Linked DNA regions of Mus musculus: all the other regions are linked to region 2. A link is a contact called in public Hi-C and HiChIP or PLAC-seq data. All regions are on one chromosome and are shown on one strand. The core of a region is the stretch at or near the end of the contact, and the rest is flanking DNA. Distances in the headings are between cores, read along the strand shown.

Region 1 (4,461 bases), core at 1,137-3,636, 470 kb before region 2:
GGGGGAGATATACACTGCCAAAAGTTGACTGATAAAAGAAATATGCCTTTATTCTTAATCTCTGTAACCAAAATGAAAGGGCTAAGAGAAACCAGGAAATATAACAAATGACAGCTATTAATTTAGCGGAGGTGTGATTTGCATAGTAATGTCGGAAGTGTGTTGTTGATTATGGCATCGGCTCTGTCATTACAACCCTGAGAAATGTGCAGAGCCCTGTGGCACCTCCCACCATGAACCCATCTAATAGCAAAACAATCTTCAGGGAAGACGTTACTCCATCTTCCCAAACTCACAACACTAATCAGGATATTCTCCCTTTTGAAAGAAATAGTTTTTTCTTACAAGTGTGCATCTGGGGGACAGCATTGGAGAGTAGAGGAGCTTGCGGCCAAGCCTGATGACCAGAATTAGAGCCCTGGAACCTACCTGGTGAAAGGAGAGGAACCACGTCCACAAGTTTGACCTCTAATGACCTCACACACCCCAAGACACAAATGTGTGCCCACTCACAGACATATATAATAAATAAATGAAATAAGCCATCTGAAACAATATATATATTCACTTTATTTTTGCTTAAGATGCTATTTTTCTAACATTCACTTTTTATCGTGGTAGGGAGGTGAGTAGGCACATGCTGTGGGGTGTGTACGGAAGTCAAAGACAATTTGCAGGAGTCAGTTCTCTCTCTCTTCTCATCATGCAGGCTCCAGGGATCAAACTCAGGTTGTCAGGGTTAGCAGCAGGCACCTTGCTATCTGAGTTCCCTTGCTAGCCCAAGCCTCATATGTTATGAACCATCTCCCCCTCCCCATACATACGCACATTTAACTCACATATTGTGGAAGTAGCCACTGGGCTGCCAGTTCTAGGACCTATGCCATGTGACCCTCCTCAGCTGCTGCCTAAAGAGATAACAAGTGGAAATTCTAGAAAAGAAGCCTGAGAAGAAACTACCAAGCTAGAAGCAATAAGTCAGGAAAAAGACAGAACTATAAATAAGGGCTGAAAATTCTAGAAAAAAAATTTTTTTTTAATTTTAGTTTAATTCAATTTGGAGGTTGATTATTTTTCAGCTTTTCCATATTAAACGTGTTTGACCCACAAGTTCAGGGGCACACCTGCTTAATTTTTTTTTCTTGTGCTTTGTCTTTATGGCTTTTGGTTTCCACCTTCCTGTTTAAGGCATTCCCCCAAACCCCCGTCCTCCCGGAAGTTGTGTGTGATTGTTCTCAGCTGGGTGGGTTCACTGCCTCCCTCCCTCAGTCTGTAATCCTCAGCTCATATATCTCCGAACCTCTGCTGTGGCCGCTCTGCTTTCTCTTGTCATCTCTCCCTAAATATTTTTATTTTATTTGACAAACGTTTATAGAAACTAGCAGACACCCTAGGCACCAGCTATACACAGCATGGGGATGATTGAAACAGGCTCCCCGCCATCCCAAAGCATCCTGGTTGGTTTATACTGGACTAACATCACACATACTTTCAGTTTTTGGCCAGCATTGTGGGTGTCAGGGGTGAAGCTGTGTGGGGTAGGGGAAGAAAATGTCCCAGGGACTCCCTCCATTCCAGAGCCAGTGTCAACTGGAAGGGGGTGTACTCCAATGATCTGTTCCCTTAACCTTGCTTACTATAGCACAACAGAATCAGCAGTGATCAGCCCTGGTACTAAAGATGGAGAAACTAGTGTAAGACTAAGATTCACAAATGCTGGATGGACTCTAACACAGTACCTTTCTTACACAGTCTCTATGGTAGGGCTGTTTGTTTGTTTGTTTGTTTGTTTGTTTTAAGATTATATTTTCTCCCCATCTTCCTCCTTGAGTGCGCACGCATGTGGAGGTTAGAGGCCAACTTGCAGAAGTTGGTTCTCTCCTTCCACCATGTGGGCATCCCAGGCATTAAACTCAGGTCTTTGGGCTTGGCTCAGAGCACCCCTACCCTCTGAAACATCTCCTTGGTCCTCTAGGGTACTTTTGGTAAACCAGGAACTTTGCTCTCGGGTGCTGCAGTTCATCTTGCGAGGGCTCTACTCTCTGGTGAAGCTCCCTGGTTGCCATGGCATGGCTCACATTTGGTGCTAAGATCTATGTATTCGGTGCTTGGTTCCTAGCGTAGCTATGTAAGAGATGGTGACATTTTTTAAGAGGCAGAGCCAAGTGGGAGGTCCTTGTAGAAGAACCTGGGTCCTCCTGAGGACCAGCGAGCCAGAGAGCTGTGCTCACAGTGGCCTGAGGATGCTGTAGCCTGGGTGGATTAATTTGCAAGAGAGGAGTAAGGGATTTTCAAGGCACTGAGCCAACAGCCAAGGTCCAACAACATCCCCCCTCCCTCCTTTTTTTCTACAAAGAGCTCCATTCAATGAGTCTCACAATTGAACTTCACTGGCATACTTTCCTTACTTGGTACAGGGCCAAGGCATTTCCCCAAGGAGCCCTGGTCATGTCAGAGGTGGCTCGGAGTTGGTGAAAAGAGATCTGGGTTTAGTGGCTAGATAGTCATTTTATTACATGTTTTCCATTCAGCTGGCCAGGGGCTTATCTTCCCTTTAACTGTATTCTGCTCCAGTGTTGGCGGAGAAACAGGGGAGTGTGTGGGCCATATGCAAATGTCACACAAGCCTGTGCTTCTAAATCCGAAGATACCCCCCAGGTCTGTTTTTACCTTGGGGATAAGTACCTTGTGATATAGCCATTACTGTAGCAGAGTCATGTGCTCATGACCTGACCTAGTTAATTCCACTATAGGGTCTGAACTATGGGGGAGGGGGGGTGATGAGGGAGGATAGACTGATATGCAGCTGGCCAGAAAAAAAGTCTTTTGGGATTTTCAGCACCTTGGCACTTTGTCTTTTATCACCTTATCCATAGGGTTTAAGGGTAATTATGCTACCTACCAAAAAAAAAATCTAAATGAACCTCTTCTGTTATTCTTAAAAGCTCTTTCAAATCAGATTCCAAATGTACAGCTCAGCTTTTGGCTATGATCAAGACTACAAAATGACCTCAGCAGAAGAGCGGGGCAATCCGTCAATCATGTACGCTGCACACTTCAATAGCCGTGCCAACAATAATAACAGTGTAGGTGGGGGCTTCAAAAGCCTGCGCTTCTTATATTAAACTCCCTGTAGCACTGTGGGATTAAGATGAGTCAGAGAGTAAAGCAGTTTGTATGTTTGTGGGATTCTTCCCTTCAGAAACACTTGGACTGGGGTGAAGCGCATCCATATGTCTGTGAACCAAACTGCATCCCCAGGAAGCAGGTACTCCCCTTTAGCATCAATCCTCAGTTAGTGGACATTTCCAGTGACACTCTTGCAAGTTATTCCTGCACTTCCACAGGCAAGACTGGGAGCAAATACTTCCGCACTGCTGAGGAGCAAGTATAGTTAGATCCTGAAGGAAACGGAAAGGCATCTGTGTGTTTGCACTGCCCCCAAAGCAAAGCAAACCCCTCCCAGAGCTCTTCCTAATCTGATACCAAGCTGTGACAGTCATAGATGGAGATAGTCCCTTTGTAAAATAACAGATACTGCGGGAGAGCAAACAGCCTCCATGTGTTCTTCAATGATAGCACTTTCAAAAATAAATGTCATGCGTGTGTGTACGCATGCATGTGCCAGTGCATATGTGTGTGCACACATGTGTGTACATGCATCTAGAGGTCAAAGGACAATATCAGGTATTCCTCAGGCACTATTGATCTTGTTTTCTTCAAGACAAGGTCTGTCACAAACCTGGAACTTGGCAAACTGGCTAGGTGGGCTGATCAACCAGCCCTAAGGATCCACTTGTTTCCACCTTCCTAAGGAAAACTTAGACAAACCGCTCTTGGCCATTTGTTTTTCTGTTCTGTAGTCCCTACTGGGGGGAAAAAAGAGTCAACTCTGCTTAGATTCATTCAGCAAATAATTACCTTGCCTGGCATAGGCACATACCCCTGAGATGGTTCTGCATGATAGCTCAGAGGCAAGGAGGGGGGGGGCTGCAGCTCAAGTATCTGCAGGGCGGTGCTAGGGAGACCCTAGAGGGGCTGATATCTGGGCACAGAGATAAGAGGTGGGCAGAGGAGGGGATGGGAAAGGAGCCAGGCAGAGAGGAGCAGAGAACCTTGCCTGTATCCACCTTCAGCTATGACGAGGATATACAGTGTCTGAGCTCCTCAGCCCTGAGTGGGAAGGAGTTCTGCCTAAGTGTGGGCAGAAGGCCATCAGGACAGGCCACCTAGGCTTTGAGACTTACAGAAGAACTTGGGTTTCCTCCTGAAGGGAGGGTGGCGGCAGTCACTCATCAGAGGATTAAAACATGATGTCTTGAGTTTTCATTCTCAGGGTAGTGTCTGAATTCCTGTCATCCTCTTTCCAGATTGCTTGAGATGGGATTCTGAAACAAGATCTGAGCTGGGGAGCAGGTTCAGAGAATGAAACATGCTTGCCACACATGGTGAGGACCTCAG
Region 2 (4,471 bases), core at 50-2,549:
CGCCCAGTAGGCAGGACTGTGCCCGCCGGAGTCTGACAGGAAAGGGGTGCCAGCGGCAGAGGCAGATGTCAGCATTGGGATGGAGGTGCTGAAAGAACTCCCCCAAAGCCAGCCATCCGCATTCATCCACTCCTCCATCACCAATACAGTCAGAGACTGACAGGGTGCGCCCCCAAATAGGTTTACCCGCGCCTTCCTCCCGGGGATCCTGCGCCCCCGCATCCTCCCACGGCACCCACTTTCCCGGCTGGCGAAGCTCCCAGAGGCGTTCGGCACGACGATTACCTTGAATGGCAGCGCTCCTCTGCGCTCGGTGCTGCGCCGGAGCCCAGAGTGGATCGGGATGGAGCAGGCGATGATCTCGGAGGAAAACTCCAAAAAGAGAACGATTCCTTGGGTAGCAGCCGGCGCCAAGGTTCCGAGGCTTCACGCGCGCCGGGGATCGCAGAACAGCTAGGACATGACACCGGAGCTGCTCTCGGATCTGGGCAGCAGCAGAAGAAAGGACTGGAGCTTGGCGTTGCCTACTCCAAACTTTGCTGGCGAGTAGTGAACACTCGCAGCGCTCAGGAACGCTGAGGCCCGGGGGCTCACGCCCGGCCCCCGCCAGCCCGGAGAGCAGTCGCCACGCCGGGCCAGGAACACACAGGCAGCCCCCGCGCCGGAGCTCTGGCGGCCGCGCGTTCGATCGTCCGTGCGCCCGTTCCGCGCCTGCCGCCGCCGCCGCTCGCCTCTCCCGGCTCTCTCCCCTCGCCGCCCGCGCCGCCGCCGCAGCCTCCTCGGGCGGGTCACGCCCCCCGCTGAAACCCGAGCCGTTTCCTGGACGGCGGCGCCCGCTCTGCCAATCAGCGCCTCGCGCTGGGGCAGTCCCGAGCCCCGCGCTGCCCCCGAAGCCTAGCAGCCGCAAAGAGACACCCGCCAGGCAGGCGAGGGGCCCCGCCGCGCTGCCCGCAGGGGTGCACAGATGACCTCTCGGAACCCTGTTGGTGAACGGCCTCTGTACGCCACTGCCCCAGTTCCTAGCCAGCTTTGGTGCACAGTGGATGCGTTACGTTGTTTTATGTCAAGTTAGGAAACAAATGACAGAATGCTGTGCAACTTCAGACACCTTAGAATAGGTCTGCAGCATACTGGGGCCAGACATTTCATGTCATGAAGCTTTGAGGGTGGAAGCAGCGGATGTTCGTGGGAGATGTTGCGTTGTCTTGTTCCTCTGAACAATAGACAGGGGACGAGTGTTTGGGAAACCCTCCTTTAGGAAGGGAACACGTGAATAGGTAATTGTACTTATCCGCACATCTGCCTGCAGAGTAACAGAACCAGATTCTGACAAGAAAACTGAAGATCGGAGAGGTTAACACAACCGGCTGCTGGATGAGCCCTTTAATGTGGCTGCCATGGGAAAAGGCAATCTACAACAGAAAACATCTTTAATAGTATCAATGTAGGTTAACATAAAGAAATCCAAAGGAGGGCTGGAGATGGATCAGCAGTTCAGAGTGCTTCCTGCCTTCTTAAAGGCCAAAAGCCAGTTGCTGGCTAAATATCAGTCCCTCACAATGGCCTGTAACCCCAGTTGCAGAGTCATCCAAAGCCTCTGGTCTCCTTAGGAAACTGCACTCGTGAACACAAAGATACAGGCATATAGTTTAAAAATAGAAATAAATATTTAAAAGAAAGTAGGGCTGGAGAAATGGCTCCGTAGTTTAAGAATACTGCCAGAGATTGGTTCAATTCCCAGCATCCACTTGGCTTGCTCACAATCACCTCTAAGTCCAGTTCCAGGAGTCCCGACGCCCTCTTCTGGCCTTCAGAGATACTGCATGCACAATGTGCAGACAGACATGCAGGCAAACATCCATACCAATCAAATAAAATGAAAATTAATTAATTAATTAATTAATGAGAGGGGGAAGAAACTTGAAAGAGTCTAGAGAGGTGTTGGAGATGTAGCCTAGTAGTAGAACGCTTGCCTTGCATGTACAAGGCCTGATCTCCATGCCACCTAAGAAAGAAACAGAGAAAGAAACAAAGAATCAGAAACAGAAAACACACTCACTCTACCAAAAACCAAGTCATCTGACCGTGAGCAAATTGGATTCTCTCCCTGACTCTTACACTCTTCTGTTGCAAAGCAGGATTCTTTAACTAAATGTCAGGCCGGGCTGTAATGATTGGCATCTCCCATTTGTCTCTCCCACTAGACTACCTTGAGATCATTTATCTTTCAGTACGCACTCCCTTTCTCTCTTTCATCCCTTGAGCAGTTGTGTTTAAAGTCAAGGCCATATAAATTGTAACTCTAGCACTCAGAAGTGTGAGGCAGGAGGATTGCCTTGTGTTTGGGGGCCAACTTGGTCTACATAGTAAGTTTGAAGCCAGCTACATTTTGTCTAAATAAATTGAATCTTAATTATTGGGTCAATTATTGAGGTCCCAGACCTCGCAGGATAAAGAGAAGTTCGGGAGCTTGAAAATGGTTTCAGGTACATGCTGAGTTTGTGTCAGCCCTGGGCTATATAAGATCCTGGCTCAAATAGGTCACTAAGTTCAGAAAAGCCTTAGACTCTCTCTGGTGCCTAAAGACAAACAAAGCCAGACAGTAAAGTCCACCTGGGACACAGGTTTGAAAGAGGAGACGTACCAGAATCCCTAATACTCTACCTTATGCCATTTACACACACGATTCCTCAGGCCCCACATGATCAGATCATCTTTGTTCACAGCATAGCCTGGGAAACTTATATGCACATCACTAAAAAGCAAGGGGTAGCAAATCCATGTTCAATGCCTCAGGCAAATACTTATGAAATTAGAATTTGAAAACTCAACAACAACAAAAATAACAGCCGGATTTCCAAACGAAATGATCTGTTTATGTCTAGTGGAAAGGGGTGTGTTTTGAATGAGTTCTGTGGCCTGGGTGGGAACACCTCAGCCAGGTTGACACTGAGCCATTCAGTGTCAATGTGTGCTCATTCCCTAACCTGAAGTCACAAGGGAATGGTCCTGCTCCAGGCTGGCACTTCTATCTTTATGATCCCCACTGATGAGAAACTCCGTGTCTCAGGACAGAGCTCTTTCCCTACTGCAGTGGGCCCACCAGCCATTGAAAATGAGGTTAACACATTCTCACATAAATTAATGGCCCAGGAAGCCGCTGTCCCTGTCTCCCCCACCCCATTCATCTCTAGCTTTATAGATGCTGAATAGGAGGGAAGCCCTTCCGCTGAAAACAAAAACACCTTCTTTAACTAACGTCAGAGGCAGCGTGCAGAATTTGTTCTGTATGAAGATGAAAAGGTAGCCACCGTCCAAAGGCCCTGATTGCCAAAGAGCACCTTTTTTTTTCCCCCAAGTTAGGAAAGCCACAAATCCACAATAGGAAAATTTTAAGTTTAAAAAAAATTTTTTTAAAGCATGCTTTGAATTTTTGAAAAATAAAAAAATTCATTTTGCATCATTTAGACTTCAAGTGACCTCAGTGGTCCAGGAAAGCTTTCCTCCCAGCCAGGCGTCTGAATGAGAAAATCATCTCTTTGCAGGATTTTTAGCCCCTCTCCCTTCTTCAAGTGGCTGGAACCCCTTTTGTCAATGGCCTCCCGTGAATGCTGTTACTAATAAGCCTATTAATGAGTTTCCACGGCCGAGTGTGAATAGGTAAATAGGGCCCGATCTGTTGAGGTTTTGGGGGTGAGGGCAGAAAAGCCAGCAAGAACTCAAGGTGACAGTTTGAACTGAAGGCAGCTAGGCGGCAGGTTTCAGCTGAAAGAAACCCCAGACAAGGCCACATTCTCCACCCTCCACCCCCTACGGGGCCTCCTTTCTTCCCAATTTCGCCCTTTTATAAAATGTCTTGAGTAGTCGCCCTTTTCTCTTTCCCCAGAAGGCCTCATGACGCCCCCTCCCCCACCCCTCTAGGAATGATATGTCAGTGGAATGAAAGGGAACTGAGGGCAGCAGAAACCAGCCATCCTATCCATCCTGAGGAGCAAACGGTCAGCGCATCCCTGGGAGAGAAGAGGAGGAAAGGGGCCGCTGGGTCGCTCTCTGTTGAGATTCGGATGTTTAATTTTAGACATTTGTGTTTTAATGGGTTGTGTCTCCTTCACCCTGTGGAAAAGCTGGTTGAACAAAGGCTGTGTAGGACTGCCAGTGTGGGCCTGGCTCCAGGCTTTCTGTCTTTACATGACATCTCTATAAGGTCCTAGGCACGGCTGAGTTCAAGCTCATGGTCCACAGCCAGGCAACGTGCTCCAGGATGAGAAAGGAACCCAATCAGTTTGTGGCATTTCAAATATATATTCATATACACATACACATATACCCTAGTGAAATGCCGTGTGTGTGTGTGTGTGTGTGTGTGTGTGTGTGTGTGTGTGTCCCTCCCCATATTCACACTGAATGTCATCCAGGATTCTAAAATATATATGAACCTACTTCCCTGGGAATATAGGAGATATAGGGACTA
Region 3 (4,252 bases), core at 682-3,181, 340 kb before region 2:
AGGCTTAGGGAACCATCTCAGGAGAGAGGTCAGAAAATCTGTAAGAGCCAAGAAACAGAAAGTCTGCTGAACAATTGTGTCTTGTAAAAAAAAAAAAAAATGACAGGTAAGTCATGCCCACCACAACATCACTGCCTAAATAAGACTCAAATATGACGACATTAATAGCCAAGCTATCATGGAAGAGGGAAGTCTCAGGGGGCCCATCCCTGGACAGAGGCTCCAGACAGCAAATGCCTGCTGAGAGTGGGAGCATTGCTCAGCTCCAGGGATGAGTCCCCTAATTGGTTATCCAATTTCAAGTGGTGATCACCAAAGGCATACACATACATACACACGGGCCAAGAAGGCTCTGCTTATATGTTTATGAATATATGTGCTTGTGTGTGTATGTATACATATACATATACATATACATATACATATACATATGTGTGTGTGTGTAAATACTAATTAAAGAAAAAGTGGCCATGTATTTGAGAGGGAGTTGGGGAGAGAGGGATTGGAGAGAGGAAGGGAGAAATAATGTAATTCTATATAATGACAAATTTTAAGATTATTTTTTTAAATGGTAAGACTGTTTAAGAAGCAGGACACCCAGACCACAGGAGCTCCTAGAAGCTAACATAGGAGCAACTTGAGGCACAAAATAAGTGATGACAATACTGGACTATAACTCATCCAATAAAATAACTATCCTTGGGTTCACATTGCCTTTCTGATGTTCATAAGTATGCTTGTTATTAGATCTTCCTGGGAATTTCATTAGGAAAAAAATGTAGGGAGGGAGGGGGAACCAGGAAACTCGTGCTAAGAATGGGCAGTGTCTACAGTAATACTTTTTGCAGATCTCCCCTTGTAGGTGCTAAAATTATAGCAGAACCCTAGAAGAGAAACAGAATTTGCTTAGTATCACGTTATCTCCCTAAACATCTACTGACTCCAAGAGAAAGAACAGTACCTCCACAGCAGAGAAAACTGGCAGACATTTTAGCCATCAGGTCAAGGTCGAGTTCATGTATAACAGGCACCAGCAACCCAGAGAGGTACACAGAACTGTTTCTGTAGTATTCTTGGCAAATGTGTGTCGCCCTACTGCACCATAAGAAGCTATCAGATGAGCCTAAAGACTGTCTTGAAAACAGCTGACTGGTGATTTTCAAAATTACCAAGATCACCAGGTATGATGGTGCACACTTCTAACCCCAGCTCTCTGGAGGCAGAGGCAAGAGGAAGACAACTCTGAAAGGAAGGGGAGGGAGGGGTGAGAAGAAGAGAGGAAGGAAGATAGGAGAAAGGGAGGGAGGAGGGGAAAGGAAAGAAGGAGAGGGGAAGGGAAGGAAAGGGGAGGGGAGGGACTGTTACAATTTGACAAACATTCAGGGAAAATAACTAAGGGCAATGTTTACTCCTTCTATGAAAAACTAGCAGAACTGGATATGAATTTACACTTTGCCAATGAACACTTACTGTCCTCTTCTAACCATTATACAGTATGTATATAATTTGCTAACTTCAGGAGACAGTAGATGAGGGATATGTCAAAATTCTGTACAATTTAGCAACGTTTCAGAAAGTCTAAAACCAGTTTTAAAAAATTAAAATACCCCTGGAGCCATTGTGACAGTTGTCTGGGCTCCTCCAAGCCTGAGTTAGCTTGCCTGAGAGACAGCCAGGGTTTTTCTCCATGCTGGCTCTTGTTCCATTGAGTGTCTCTTTAGGGAGTGGGATCCATGAGACCCCCAGACCACATTCTGACCTTGCCAGTTTTCTGACAATCCAGCTATTAGGAACTGCTGTGCCTTCTGGCCAGCACATCTATTGCAAACAGTGTTTGAGCTTAGTGCTTCCTTGGAGACAATGTCAGCACTGTCTCACACTGAATACAGAAAGTGAGAGCCAAATAATCCCAGAGATCTTCAATAACAAACACATCTCCTTCATTTTGATCACAATGATCCAGACTCATTTCACAGAGCTTCAAGGGAAAAGCAGGCAGAACTAGGCTACACAGGTCTGTCTGCAATCCTGCCTCCAACTGTGCCTACCCAGCAAGCCCAGTGTCATCGCTTTCATCCTTCAAGGATGGAGAGCAAGTGCCATCACTTTAATTCTCTATCTCTTTGAGGGTTTTTTTTTCACAAAGCACACACACACACACACACACACACACACCTGAGTCCACAATGTACTTCACATGGGTATAAAGTGGGAGCCACTCACATAGCCAATGATGTAATGACAATTGCACACAACTGCATTAGAAATAGTACCAAGTGTCACTGCCTAGAAACTAAGCAACCTCACGGTTTCTGAGTTGTGTTTTGGAAATAAGACATGTCTTTCTCTTCCTGAGATACATGACTCTGCTATTACTGGGAACTGGATAGGTGGAAGAGGGTCCTTCCTGAATTTGGGCCTACCTTCTAGTGTGTGTGTGTGTGTGTGTGTGTGTGTGTGTGTGTGTGTGTGCATGAATGTGGGTGTGTGTGCCTGGATGTGCTCTTATGAGGGCATCATGTAAAGGCCAGAGGACAACCCCAGCTGCTATGCACCGCCGGTGCCATCCACTCATTGTTTTTAAAGACAGATTCTTTCTCTGGCCTGAAAGTTACCAACCAGGCTAGCCTGGCCAGCCAGAAACACCCAGAGATTTGCCTGTCTCCAAGCACCCAGCACTGGGGTTACAAGAGTGTGTGCCACCACACTTGACTTATTTTCCATGTATTTTGAGAGTTGAATTCCACTCCTTATGCTTGCAAACACTCTCCCAGCTGTGCCATCGCCCTTGTCTCCAAACTCCTATCTCAACCAACGAGTTCCTTCATCCTAGCTTGAGAGGTTGGCTTCAAGAGAAGTTTCAGATGTGGTCCCTGGCTGGAAAGAGCTTAGAGTCTGGTATAAGCTGGGATTGCCATCTTTAAGTAGTTAACTCTGAAACAAAAACTTACTATGCAACATCCCAAGTTACTGAAATCCAGGGGAAAGAGGGCAAGAGTCAGAAAAACTCCAGGTGCAAGTGGGTTCTTACGTCCATGTGTAAGCTCATTCACCATGCCACACGGTGCTCAAAGTAAACCAGTATGAACCAGACAGAAAAAAAGTAAAAGCAGGCACATAAGTGTACTTCAAATTGTTAGAGATAAATTCAGAAAACTTTAATTGAAAAATATCTAAATTGGAAGGATGTGTTTGGCTGATCTACATACTTAACCACACATCCACCTAGGCAAATTCAAGGCCATTACAACTTATGCTCAGGGTTACACAACTCTTAAGGTCCCAAGTCTTAACCCATTGAAGATTCTATGCCTTGGGAAGAAGCAATATTTCACCCTACACATGAATAAGACTTGTAGCTAAGAAGATTCAGTTACGGGGGCTGGAAAGATGGTTTAGTGGTTAAGAGCACTGGCTGCTCTTCTAGAAGACCCAGGTTCAATTCCCAGACCCCACATGGTGATTAGCAACCATCTGTGAATCTAGTCCAAGAGGATCTGATACCGTCTTCTGGTCTCTGTTAGGAACCAGGCATGCGTGCAGGCAAAATACACACACAATGTAAATCTAAACATGTTGTAAAGATCCAATCAGGCTTCCATGTTGTTGATTTCTTTAAAAATCTCAGGGCTCAAAGACTAATCTCATTTTCTTCCACTACTTTAGGAAAGAAGAAATTATGCCAAAAAGGAAAACCTGACATTTTTCATGGATCATGGGTCCCCTTTGTCTCCTCCTTGACAAGTGTAGACTTATTGTCCCAGCTGTCAACTATTAATTGAACACCAGCTATGGTTCTTGTAATCTCAGCACCTAGGCCAGAGCTCAGTGAATCACAGATGTTTAATAATGTTAAACTAAGTGGTTGCATGGGGCATTAGGCTTGCCCACATTTAACATGATATTAGATATGAAAATGTGGTGAGGGTGTCCTTTGTAGCTCCTCTGTGTTTATGGAGCTATCTACTAATGAGACAAAGGGCTTTTAAAATAGAAAGTTTATCCTGGAGGTAAAACCTTGTGTCACTCTTCTTCATGGAAGTAATACAGTCATGCATCTAGCCACCAAGAGAGCTACTGAGAGTGTTCACTGCAAAATGGCACAAGGACACCCACTGACATCTTAGCCACAGTTCATGCTATGGATCACCTTCCTTAACATAGAGAATTAAAGCAAGCCTGACATAGAAGATGTCACACAGGCTTGGTGGCTGTTAACATGTCTCCCTCACTAAAAGTTCCTCTTGCTAGC
Region 4 (4,749 bases), core at 976-3,475, 390 kb before region 2:
GCTGTCATAGTTCTCAAGTATTATCTTTGTAGGTGACAATGTAATGTCACATGATCACTCAGGATAAACTTATGTCTACTTTTGAAACTTGTAGGCCATGAGTGGGATACAAGCATGAGTCAGTTCTATGCAAATAGTGTATAGGAACTTGAACCGGTAGGGAGTCAGAAATTAGCCCCATGGATACTACAGGACAAATGTTATTCTCTCAGAACTAGAAAGAGATTTCCAGAAGGCTGGTAGAGTCCAATGAAAGGGCAGACACCAGCAACACTGACAGAATAAAGACCCTGACTGACCCTAGGAACCCAGTCGCATCATAAGAAGGAATCAGCCCTCATTTGTAGGGTCCACTAGGACTCACTTCCTGGAAATGGCCTCCAAAAAAATAGCATCGGGATTCCTAGCTGAGTTGGGACTTTGCCTCAGAAAAGTGTTCTTGTTCAAATGCTATTGGAGTCACAGGGCAAGCCCCAAGCAGTAAGAAGTGATAGAGAGCCATGGGAGCTGGGATCTTACAGATGGGCACACAGAAGGCTCCGGATGGCCCTCCTTCCAAAGAAGCAAGGAGTCAGGAAGTTTTGATGTGGAGGTCACTGAGGGCTGGTATGCTCCCCTGTCCTCTTGATGCTTCATCAATCCCTCTCACCTCCTTCAACAAAACCCAAGGCTTAGGGGACAAATGTGACCAGAGAAAATGAAGAGGCTGGGTAGTGACTTGGGCTGTAATCTGAGATCTGAGCACTGCATTGCCACTAGCTGGTTGTTTCTTTGATTTCTCAACCTGTTTTTGAGGAATGGGCTCCATACCATGCAAGAGGTCTCAGACTTCTACAGTCTTTGTGTCAGAGCCAAGGAAAACACAAAGGACAAGATGCATTGTTATAAGTGAGGTTGGGAAAGCTTGTGTGAACTGACAGGAGTCAGGCCCTCAATATCAGAGCCTTTTTCCAGGAGGCTGAAACTGGGATATAACAAAGTTTCTAAGCCTGACCAGCCAACTCAGCAGGCTTTCTAGTTAACCAAACCTGTAGTTCTAATTACAAAATACCTATCCAGCTTTCTGTTTCTTTTCTCTCAACGAGTATTTGACGAAACCAAATAGCTCTAACCCCTAGCTGGAGGGTTCCCTCCTCGGCCCTGCTTCGAGGCCCCATGACACCTCTCACACTAACATTTAAAATAAAATTACATGCTAAAATCAACAACTTTTGAAACAGCTACAATAATTATGGGAGAGCGTATGTCATACTGAGTTAGCATGTGGCCCATAATCCTTTGCTATTACAAAGCTCAGCTGTGCCACGAGATCTAAGGAGTTTCATTTAATAGAAAGAAAGATTTGGTAATGTTACACACCAGCTCGAGGCTCAAAACATTTATTGGGATTTAACACTGTGAAGCAGATAACCAAGTGTTCCCCAGCTGCTAAATCTCACGTCATATATTTAAACAATCCACAGTAATGGTGATTCTATAACTTGAAAAGATGTCACATTGAAGGGACGTTCTGAGAGGTTACTTCTGAGGCCACATCTGCTTCATATCACTTGCTTAGAGAGTTCCCCTTTCCTCCTGGCTCACTTAATGATCATTACTAGGATGGGTGAAGGTCCAGGGCTGCATGCTTTCTGAGACATAGTCTGTAAATAGTGCACACTCACCTAACTTGAGAAGAGAGAGAGATCTGACACACTGGAGAGCGGCCTAGCCAGGCAAGGAGTCCGTGCTGCCGATCAGCAAAGGGGAATTTATAATGTGCAATGAACTTCTCACATGAAGTGGGGGCCAGGAAAGCACTTTAAAAGCTATATTATTACCTTAAAATGATGGGGTCATATGTTGAACTTTGCGCAGGGTTTCAAGCTGTTCTGAAATAACAAATCATGGCACACAGCACAAAGCCCAGAGCACACTGAAGTATGTTGAAAGAGCAGGTAACATTCCAGGCTCGGTGTTGAAAACACTTGGTTGGCTAGAACACGGGACGAAGCCATTTCATTGCCCCGCACATTTTGTGCTTACACAGTCTGCCCATCCCCCCTCCCCACCACACCTCACCCCTCCCTCAGTTCATTCTCTGCTTTGGGACCTTATGTCTCCCTCACTGGGTTTCACATAAGCACTCATCTTGCCAGCATATTTTTACAAACAGGAGAAGAAAAGCAATCCATCCCTGAAAATGCAGTTATCAGAAACAAAGAGTACTCTTGCTTCACATTCCTGCTGCTCTCCCAGAACTGGCTCTGTGTTTGGGTTAGCTAAGTCTAGTTGGCACCACTGAAGTCTGGCAACATGCTTAGCACCAATAAATAAATAAATAAATAAATAAAAGCAAATTCTGCTGGTGTCCGCGGCCCTTCTCTGTGAGCAGGGTTTTGTACCAGCTATTGTTCACTTGTGATGGTCCTGATAGCACCCTCTCCCTAGATAGCTGGGCCACTTGGGAAGTGACAAAATGAAGGTGGTGTCAATCTATAGGAAAGGGAAGGGCCACCTGCCAAGCAGTCAGCTAATTTGACCAAAGTAAACAGTGGGCTGCATAGCTCACACTCTAAAAATAACCCAGAAAAACTGCAGGCTGTGGTCAGCCACCCAAACATTATGGAATGCAAGCATGAGTTCTTGAGGTTGGATTTAAGGATGGCAGCTTCAAGGAGTTTGAAACCCTTCAACCAAGGGTTGGATCTTTCTGTGGGTGAGAAACTTGAAACAGTTGCTCTATAGCAGTGGTTCTCACCCTCCCTAATGCTGCAACCCCTTAATACAGTTCCTCATGCTATGGTGACCTCCAACTATAAAACTGTTTTCGTTGCTACTTTGTAACTGTAATTTTGCTACTGTTATAAATTAATTGTAAAGATCTGTGTCTTCCAATGGTCTTAGGCAACCCCTGTGAAAGTGTTATTCAACCCCCTAAGGGAGTCGTGACCCACAGGTTGAGAACCACTGCTCTAAAGCAACAGATGATATGGAGGTGTGGAAGAACAGTTTCCCTTAGAGAGCAGTAATAAGTCCTGTCTTAGTTACTGTTCTATCGCTGCGGAGAGACACCATGACCAAGGCAATGGAAAGCATTTAATTGAGGGCTTCCTCACAGTTTCAGAGGTTTTTGTCCATTGTTATTATGGTGGGGATCATGGTGACACACCTGGCAGAGAGCAGCCACTGAGAGCTACTTCCTGATCTGCAGGCCAGAGTGTGGGAGTGAGGAAGATAGAGATAGATAGACAGACAGACAGACAGGTGACAGATAGACAGACAGAAAGACAGGTAGACAGAAAAACAGGTAGACAGGTAGATAGAGACTGGGTCTAGCATGCACTTTTGAAACCTCAAAGCCTACTCCCAGTCACACACTTCCACACTTCCTCCAAGGAGACCATACCTACTCCTTCAAGGCCACACCTCCTAGCTCTTGTTATTCTTTTAAACAGTTCCACTTTTGGTTGACCAAGCATTCAAATATCTGAGCCTACGGAGGCCATTCTCATTCAAACCACCACAGAATGTCACTCTCTGCCCAGGAAAGAGACTTGAATAAGCAAACTGGCCCCCACAAGGTTTGACTTGGCACCCCACGCCTACACCATCTCACCCAATTTTGTCCCTAAAGATTTACAGTGGCTCAAGGAGTCTTACAGAAGAGTTGGGAAAGAATTGAGGGACCAGAAGAGGACAGAGACTCCACAGGAAAACCAAGAGTCAACTAACCTGGACCCTTGGGGCTTCCCAGAGACTGAACCACCAACCAAAGAGTGAGCTGTTGCCTGCCTAGCTGTGGATCCCATTGGCCTAATTGGACCACCTTGTCTGGTGAGACAGGAGGGGATGCACCTAGTTGTCCTGCAGTGATGATGTGCAGAGGCTTGGGGTGGGGTGGGGGTGGGAGTGGTGGTGGTGACTGGGATGTAGTCAGGGGTGATACCTAGAGGGGGCTTCCTCTTCTCAAAGGAGAAAGTGAGGGAAGAATGAGGGTAGCATCTGCACGAGGGAGTGGTGGGGGGAGACTGATATTTAGTCGTAAAGTGAATAAATAAATTCAATAAAAATAAAGAATTAAATATTTGGCTTTTGTTCATTCTGGGTCCCCAAATGTTCAAGGGCTATACTAATGCCCAAAATTTCTATAAGTAGCTGCATTTTAAAAAAAGTAAATGAGGCTTTGACAAAGATTATAATGTTGAGGTCATGTTCTTTGGTACGCATAGTATTATAGTCATGTCTAATTCACCAATGGCTAAGAGCATTAGGTGTCATTAGTTTCATTGTGAAGTGAAAGTTTATTCTTCCTTCTCTTGAATATTGACATTCCTAGAAGCAAATTATACTCTGGATACACAGAGCAAACACACAGCATATTTCTGGGCAGCTCAGTTATATGAACCATGTGCATGCATTCTCCAACAGTCTGACCTATGCCATGTTCCCGATGCCATGCAACCTGATTAGGAGGCGTGGGTGTTATAGAAAGATCAGGAATGTGTGAGATGCTTCATCTACACACTGTAAAGACTATACATGCTTGAGAAGAAAAACTAAATGTCATGAAATTTTTTGTTTGGGGGAAAGACAATACTGGACAGAAAATAAGTTACCATTTTTTAAAGAGAATCCCTTCCTACATGTCCAATATGGAACTCAGTGTGTAAGATTCTCAAAGATGGAATTGCTGCTCCAGAAAGGGATAAGGTACCACCCACCCTTCAAATCATTGCCTCAAACCACTTTACTTTTGCCAAAGATTTG
Region 5 (4,773 bases), core at 610-3,109, 420 kb before region 2:
GGTGTCTGCCTCGGCCACCCAATGTTCTCCAAACGCAGCTTCTCAGAAGAACATAGCACAGCCGAGCAACCTCAGTCAGTTCTCACTGGGTGTCAGCAGGGATCCAGATCAAGCCTGCAGCAGGTTGCCTTGCTTTCTGGAGACTGAGGAGAAGCCACGCCCTTGCTTTCAGAACAAGAGGTGCCTCACATCCCTTGGTCCATGGTCTCCTTCCACTGGTGTGAAAGTCAACAAGGATGCATTCAGCTTAACTTCTAAGCTCTGCGTCCTTCTTTCACTCCAGGTGCCTCCTGATTACATTCATCCACCCAGATAACTCTGGGAAATCCTCCCCGTTTTGAAGTCTGCAGATTGATAGCCTTGACTGGCCTTTGCTAAAATAACCTAAGGTCAACACAGGGTCTGGGAATCTAACATGGACATCTTTGGGCGCTAATACACTGCCAGGTACCAGGTGGAAGAGCACGGTGGGAGCTGTGTGAAGGATCTGTAAGGGTGGGGAACACCTTCCAAGAAGAGGTGCTGGGGAGAGGGAGGAGCAGGAGGGGGGCCCTGTTATTCTTTCTTATAAACCTGAACTACTATTTGCCAGGCTAAAAGGCCTTAAGTGATGAACAACCTTAATTAAAACAACAATGAAATTACAACACAGTGAGGCATTTGAAACAAGACGACAACTGATGGTGTTTGCCTTTCCAGAAAGCTCCTCCTTGAACAGTGTAGACTCAGAGGTGCGGGTCAAACCAGACTTGCCCGTGAATAATACTATCAGGGAGACATCACAGATGTCTGGTTTTACTAATGTCCCCAAGTTGGAATCAAAGCCACTACTGAAGAGTAAAACAAAGTTAGTGTGTTTAAAATTTGCATCCAGATGCCAGTACCAGGTCTCAGTTTAGTAATGGAGTCGCGTGGCTTCCTACTGCAGGTTAAGACTCTCTGGGGAAGGTACCAAGTGTTCATTACAGTCAAGCACAAGTAAGCATTTGGTTGGTGCTTACCACAGCAACATTCCACATTATGTAGCCACACATGCACCCCTTTCAGATCTCCCTGGGGCTCTTGTGATGGCCATAGGACCAACGGAGAAATTTTGTTCGCTTGGCATTAAGTTCTCAATATTGCCTTAATTTAAAATTCATGCAAAGTTCAGTAGCAAGACAAAGAAAATCATACTTGAAGAGTTAATGGCCCATTGAAACAAACACCAACATATGTTAATAGTTCAAAGCTAAAGTTCTTTCAATTCAGTTCCCAGTGTTAACATCTCTCCTTTGGACACTGTGTGTGTGTGTGTGTGTGTGTGTGTGTGTGTGTGTGTGTGTGTGTGTGTGTGTGTGTGTGTGTAAAACAATCCACAGATATAGGAAACACATCTATATTGGATGTTACAATAAACCTCTAAGAGGCAGGTGCATGGGAGTTTATGGGGCTGGAAAGCTAAGTCTTCAGGGAAATGAAAATTACACCAGTTTTATAGACTAAGAAGCCAAGACCTAGAAAGGGGTCAGAAACTGAGGCTGACATGCAGCTAGGATGCTAGTGAGCCGTGGGTTAGAACCAGTGTATTTCTGGCTCAGATTTGTCTTTTTCTCTCTCTGTGTGTGGCTACCTTTGGAGAAGTAGATTTCAACCCTTTCAAAGCTTAAGCTCTGAGCTCAGAGACACCAATCAGAGAGGGGCTCAGCTTACAAGGCAGGGTAAAAATTGTCAGCAGAAAATGCAAGGCCAACACGCCCATGTCCTGAAAACCACAAGAATCTAGACACGTTGGAAGGAGCCACTCCCAGGAGCCTCGTGTTCCCTTGGCTGCTAGCTACCTTCCTCTGAGCGCTCTCCAGCAAAGAAGAGATGCTGAGTCAGGGACTTGGAATACATTTGGGTAGAAAGTCTTGGAAGTGAGTCAACGGTTGGCTTGGATCAACAGCAATACAGATAGGAAGAACACATCAGAGTCCTGGGTGTATTTTGATGGTTAAGTTAACAAGGTTTCATGACAGAATGAGAGAAAGTAAGTTGTCAAGGACAACATAAAAGCTAGTGGCCTCACACAGAATAGAGACACGGAATTCACTGGCACTGCTCTGTAGTGACAAGCTACAAGACATTGACTTAAACTACCTTTTATTTCCTTAAAAGTTGTAAAAGCTTGGAAGTTAGTTGAAACCTTAGTTCCCATTCTGAGCAACAATGACAAAACAGCTCAAGATATATCAGAGACAGAGCCTTGAGATGTGCAACTCTAAAACTACCAAAAGAAAACATAGCGAAACACTTCAAGGGGTTGCCATGGGCAATAATTTTTTAAATGGAATCCTCAAAGCATAGGGGGGGAAAGCAAAAATATATGAATGAGATTATATAAAGCTAAAAACTGCACGGCAAAAGAAACAATCAAGAGGGTAAAGAGACAAGCCTTCAAAATGGAAGGAGATATTTACTAGCCATCGATCTGACAGAGGGTCAATATCCAGGATATATAAAGAATTCAAAATAACTGGCAGTACAAAACAAGCAAATTGATTTAAAAATGATTAAATTCTTCTCCAAAGGAGAAATACAAGTAGTTAATAAAAAATATGAGAAATGTACAGTATCATTAGCCACCAGGAAAATGCATCTCAAGCTACAAAGAGATGCTGTCTTACCTCACTTAGGATAGCTATTATCCAAAGAATCAAAGCAAGAGCTGGAAAGATGACTTGGTGGATAAGTGTGCCTGTTCCAAATACATGAGGACCTGAGTTCAGTTTCCTAGTGGTTATGTAAAGTAATTCCAGCATTACTATGCAACCCCATTATTGAGGGGTAGAAAAGAGGACCGCAAGGTCTTGCTAGCCATCCAGTCTAGCAAAAACAGCATGTGGTTCAGTGAGAGACCATCTCTTAAGGCAATAACATGAACACTGATAGAGGAAGGAAACTGTTGCCCTGCTCTCCCCTCTTCATGTATATCCTACACCCCCCACAATACACACACACACACACCACACCACATACACATACACATACGTGTACACATTTCCCTGGTTGCTAACAATACTGCTTTTTTTTTCATATTTTTATTAACGACTTGTATTTCTCCTTTAGAGAAGAATTCAATCATTTTAAAATCAAATTGCTTGTTTCATATTGTCAGTTCTTTTGAGTTCTTTTTCCTAGGGAAATGAGCATGCATGTCTCTTCGCCCCAGATAGGAACCGCAGGCAGGTGCACATGTGCAATGGTGGCAAGGTTGTAGTAAAAGAAGCATATACATTGTTAGTGAAAATACATCAGGACAGCCACTGTGGAGACACCCAAAAAGGACTAAAACTGAAAAGATCGTTGGTTCCTGCTGTATCCTTCCTGGGGTTTATACTGAAAGGAAATGCAATTATCATACAACAAGAACCCCTGTGTGCAGGTGTTTATGCAGCACTGTTCACCAGAAACCAGCGTAGGTAAGGAATGGCCTTAGGGTGATCACTGCTCTACCTAGGACATTATCTGTCACTTAATCCATTCTTAGTAAGCATTACCAGATGAACGAACAGTGGACATGCATATGAGACACGCTAAAGTCAAGGTAGTGTGGATGATTAGTTAAAGTGCCTTAGACAAGGTATGTCTCTTTTCAGAGTCCACTTTGATAACTGAGGACTCAGGGCGAGGTCTCTTCCTAACTCAAATGTGTCATTTCCAACCTGATCCATCTGTCTTCTCTTAGATCACATCTCCTTCTTTAGTAGCTCCATTTTCCCTGGCCACACACTTCTTCTGTTTGACCTTAAGAGCTACAGGAGTGTTGTGCGACAATTTTATTCCCTGGGGAAATGCAACATGCATATCTACTCATCCCAGATATGAAGCTCATGACAGACTACAAAGGTCCCACTTGATGAAGTAATGTGCTTTGTTTGAGTTACTTACAAGAATATAGGTGAGGAGTTATGCACAGGAGCACAAATTACTTTAACACAACTTTATTACCAAAGTCCAATCAAGCATGGATGACAGTTCACAAAACTTGGGAACCTGAAGCACACTGCTCAGCCTGTAGACACCTCAACAAGTTGGAGAATGTCCTTTCCTATTTCAGGCTGCTCAGCAGCTTTCTGCATCTTCCAGGAAGCTGCTCTGCTTTCAAACTCTTCTTTGTAGCCTGGCTTGTCTGAGAGTAACTCTCAGCCATTTTTAGTGTTTACAGTTGGGAAGGAGGAGCTTAGTGAATCTGGTCAGTTTCAGGTACTTCCTCAAGCTATTTTGAATTGTTCACTTTCTGTCCTAAAGTTTCCCTGCAGGATTACATATTTCAGTCTCATCAGTCTCAGAGGAAACTGCTATACACAAGAGGGAATGTCTACATTCATCCTAGGGTGGGTGCAATATAATGTTACATTATTCAGGTCAGCTCGTTGTGTCTCCCTGAACACCGGGGCTGGTTAGAAAACAGAGATGGGAACCGGTGTTTGGGCTCAGTGTTAACTATGAATAAAGATGCAGGGTGGCCACAGATTCTCCACTGCACTGCAAGATGTCAGTCTTAGGCTGTCACCTTGATGGAAGAACAAGGAACATCTAGAAATGACCAAATTGTCTGAAGCCCTGCTACCAAAACAGAGTCAAAAATGGGTGGAACCATGTTCTTACCCTTCCCTGAACTTTCACCCTGAACTAATCAATTAATTAGTTTAGAGATAAGGTCTAGATGTGTGGCCCTGGCTAGCCTGGAACTCACTATGTAGACCAGGCTGTCTCTGAACTCTTAGAGATCCCCCTATCTCTATCTCC

Evidence for each region. A called contact is a pair of places that touch in the nucleus more often than the background predicts. HiChIP or PLAC-seq counts read pairs in DNA pulled down with a chosen protein or histone mark.
Region 1: an H3K4me3 HiChIP or PLAC-seq map of neural progenitor cells shows a contact between it and region 2, with 19 times the contacts expected there. The contact joins the enhancer-like site here to the promoter of Fgfr2 in region 2. A contact is called at or near these places in 1 of 15 datasets of contacts at CTCF or cohesin (stem cell-derived epiblast-like cells), 11 of 484 Hi-C or Micro-C datasets (the AML12 cell line, cortical neurons, embryonic fibroblasts and 5 more), 19 of 115 datasets of contacts at active chromatin or transcription factors (the NIH/3T3 cell line, astrocytes, craniofacial prominence and 13 more) and 4 of 9 other capture datasets (adipose tissue, embryonic stem cells, liver and 1 more).
Region 3: a Hi-C map of cortical glia shows a contact between it and region 2, with 2.1 times the contacts expected there. The contact joins the enhancer-like site here to the promoter of Fgfr2 in region 2. A contact is called at or near these places in 2 of 39 promoter capture datasets (the 3T3-L1 cell line and cancer-associated fibroblasts), 4 of 15 datasets of contacts at CTCF or cohesin (embryonic stem cells, large pre-B cells, pro-B cells and 1 more), 13 of 484 Hi-C or Micro-C datasets (cortical glia, differentiating embryonic stem cells, embryonic fibroblasts and 4 more), 19 of 115 datasets of contacts at active chromatin or transcription factors (the NIH/3T3 cell line, astrocytes, craniofacial prominence and 11 more) and 4 of 9 other capture datasets (adipose tissue, embryonic stem cells, liver and 1 more).
Region 4: a contact with region 2 is called in an H3K27ac HiChIP or PLAC-seq map of vascular smooth muscle cells, with 12 times the contacts expected there. The contact joins the enhancer-like site here to the promoter of Fgfr2 in region 2. A contact is called at or near these places in 2 of 39 promoter capture datasets (the 3T3-L1 cell line and embryonic stem cells), 1 of 15 datasets of contacts at CTCF or cohesin (the NIH/3T3 cell line), 3 of 484 Hi-C or Micro-C datasets (the 3T3-L1 cell line, embryonic fibroblasts and uterus), 13 of 115 datasets of contacts at active chromatin or transcription factors (the NIH/3T3 cell line, craniofacial prominence, embryonic basal ganglia and 8 more) and 1 of 9 other capture datasets (embryonic stem cells).
Region 5: an H3K4me3 HiChIP or PLAC-seq map of embryonic forebrain shows a contact between it and region 2, with 5 times the contacts expected there. The contact joins the enhancer-like site here to the promoter of Fgfr2 in region 2. A contact is called at or near these places in 3 of 39 promoter capture datasets (the 3T3-L1 cell line, cancer-associated fibroblasts and embryonic stem cells), 5 of 484 Hi-C or Micro-C datasets (the 3T3-L1 cell line, 3T3-L1-derived adipocytes, epidermal suprabasal cells and 2 more), 15 of 115 datasets of contacts at active chromatin or transcription factors (the NIH/3T3 cell line, astrocytes, craniofacial prominence and 11 more) and 7 of 9 other capture datasets (adipose tissue, embryonic stem cells, embryonic tail and 4 more).

The regions. Positions count from the first base shown.
Region 1 is chr7:129,799,300-129,803,760 of GRCm38.p6, forward strand. No RefSeq gene overlaps it. Among named protein-coding and RNA genes, the nearest start is that of Gm39095, 9.3 kb to the right of the region's middle. Within about 2 kb of position 2,387, at least 48 of the 459 cell types and tissues checked have an H3K27ac peak or open chromatin away from gene starts, as enhancers often do. A contact at or near this core is called in forebrain, neural progenitor cells, neural stem cells and 1 more, where this site is marked.
Region 2 is chr7:130,265,509-130,269,979 of GRCm38.p6, forward strand. Fgfr2 (fibroblast growth factor receptor 2) reads right to left here and starts at 1,300. Exons shown (of 18, transcript NM_010207.2): 1 at 286-1,300. RefSeq lists a promoter at 633-858.
Region 3 is chr7:129,926,445-129,930,696 of GRCm38.p6, forward strand. No RefSeq gene overlaps it. Among named protein-coding and RNA genes, the nearest start is that of Gm4265, 34 kb to the right of the region's middle. Within about 2 kb of position 1,932, at least 6 of the 459 cell types and tissues checked have an H3K27ac peak or open chromatin away from gene starts, as enhancers often do. A contact at or near this core is called in cortical glia, where this site is marked.
Region 4 is chr7:129,874,441-129,879,189 of GRCm38.p6, forward strand. No RefSeq gene overlaps it. Among named protein-coding and RNA genes, the nearest start is that of Gm39095, 66 kb to the left of the region's middle. Within about 2 kb of position 2,226, at least 31 of the 459 cell types and tissues checked have an H3K27ac peak or open chromatin away from gene starts, as enhancers often do. A contact at or near this core is called in embryonic fibroblasts and vascular smooth muscle cells, where this site is marked.
Region 5 is chr7:129,845,517-129,850,289 of GRCm38.p6, forward strand. No RefSeq gene overlaps it. Among named protein-coding and RNA genes, the nearest start is that of Gm39095, 37 kb to the left of the region's middle. Within about 2 kb of position 1,860, at least 34 of the 459 cell types and tissues checked have an H3K27ac peak or open chromatin away from gene starts, as enhancers often do.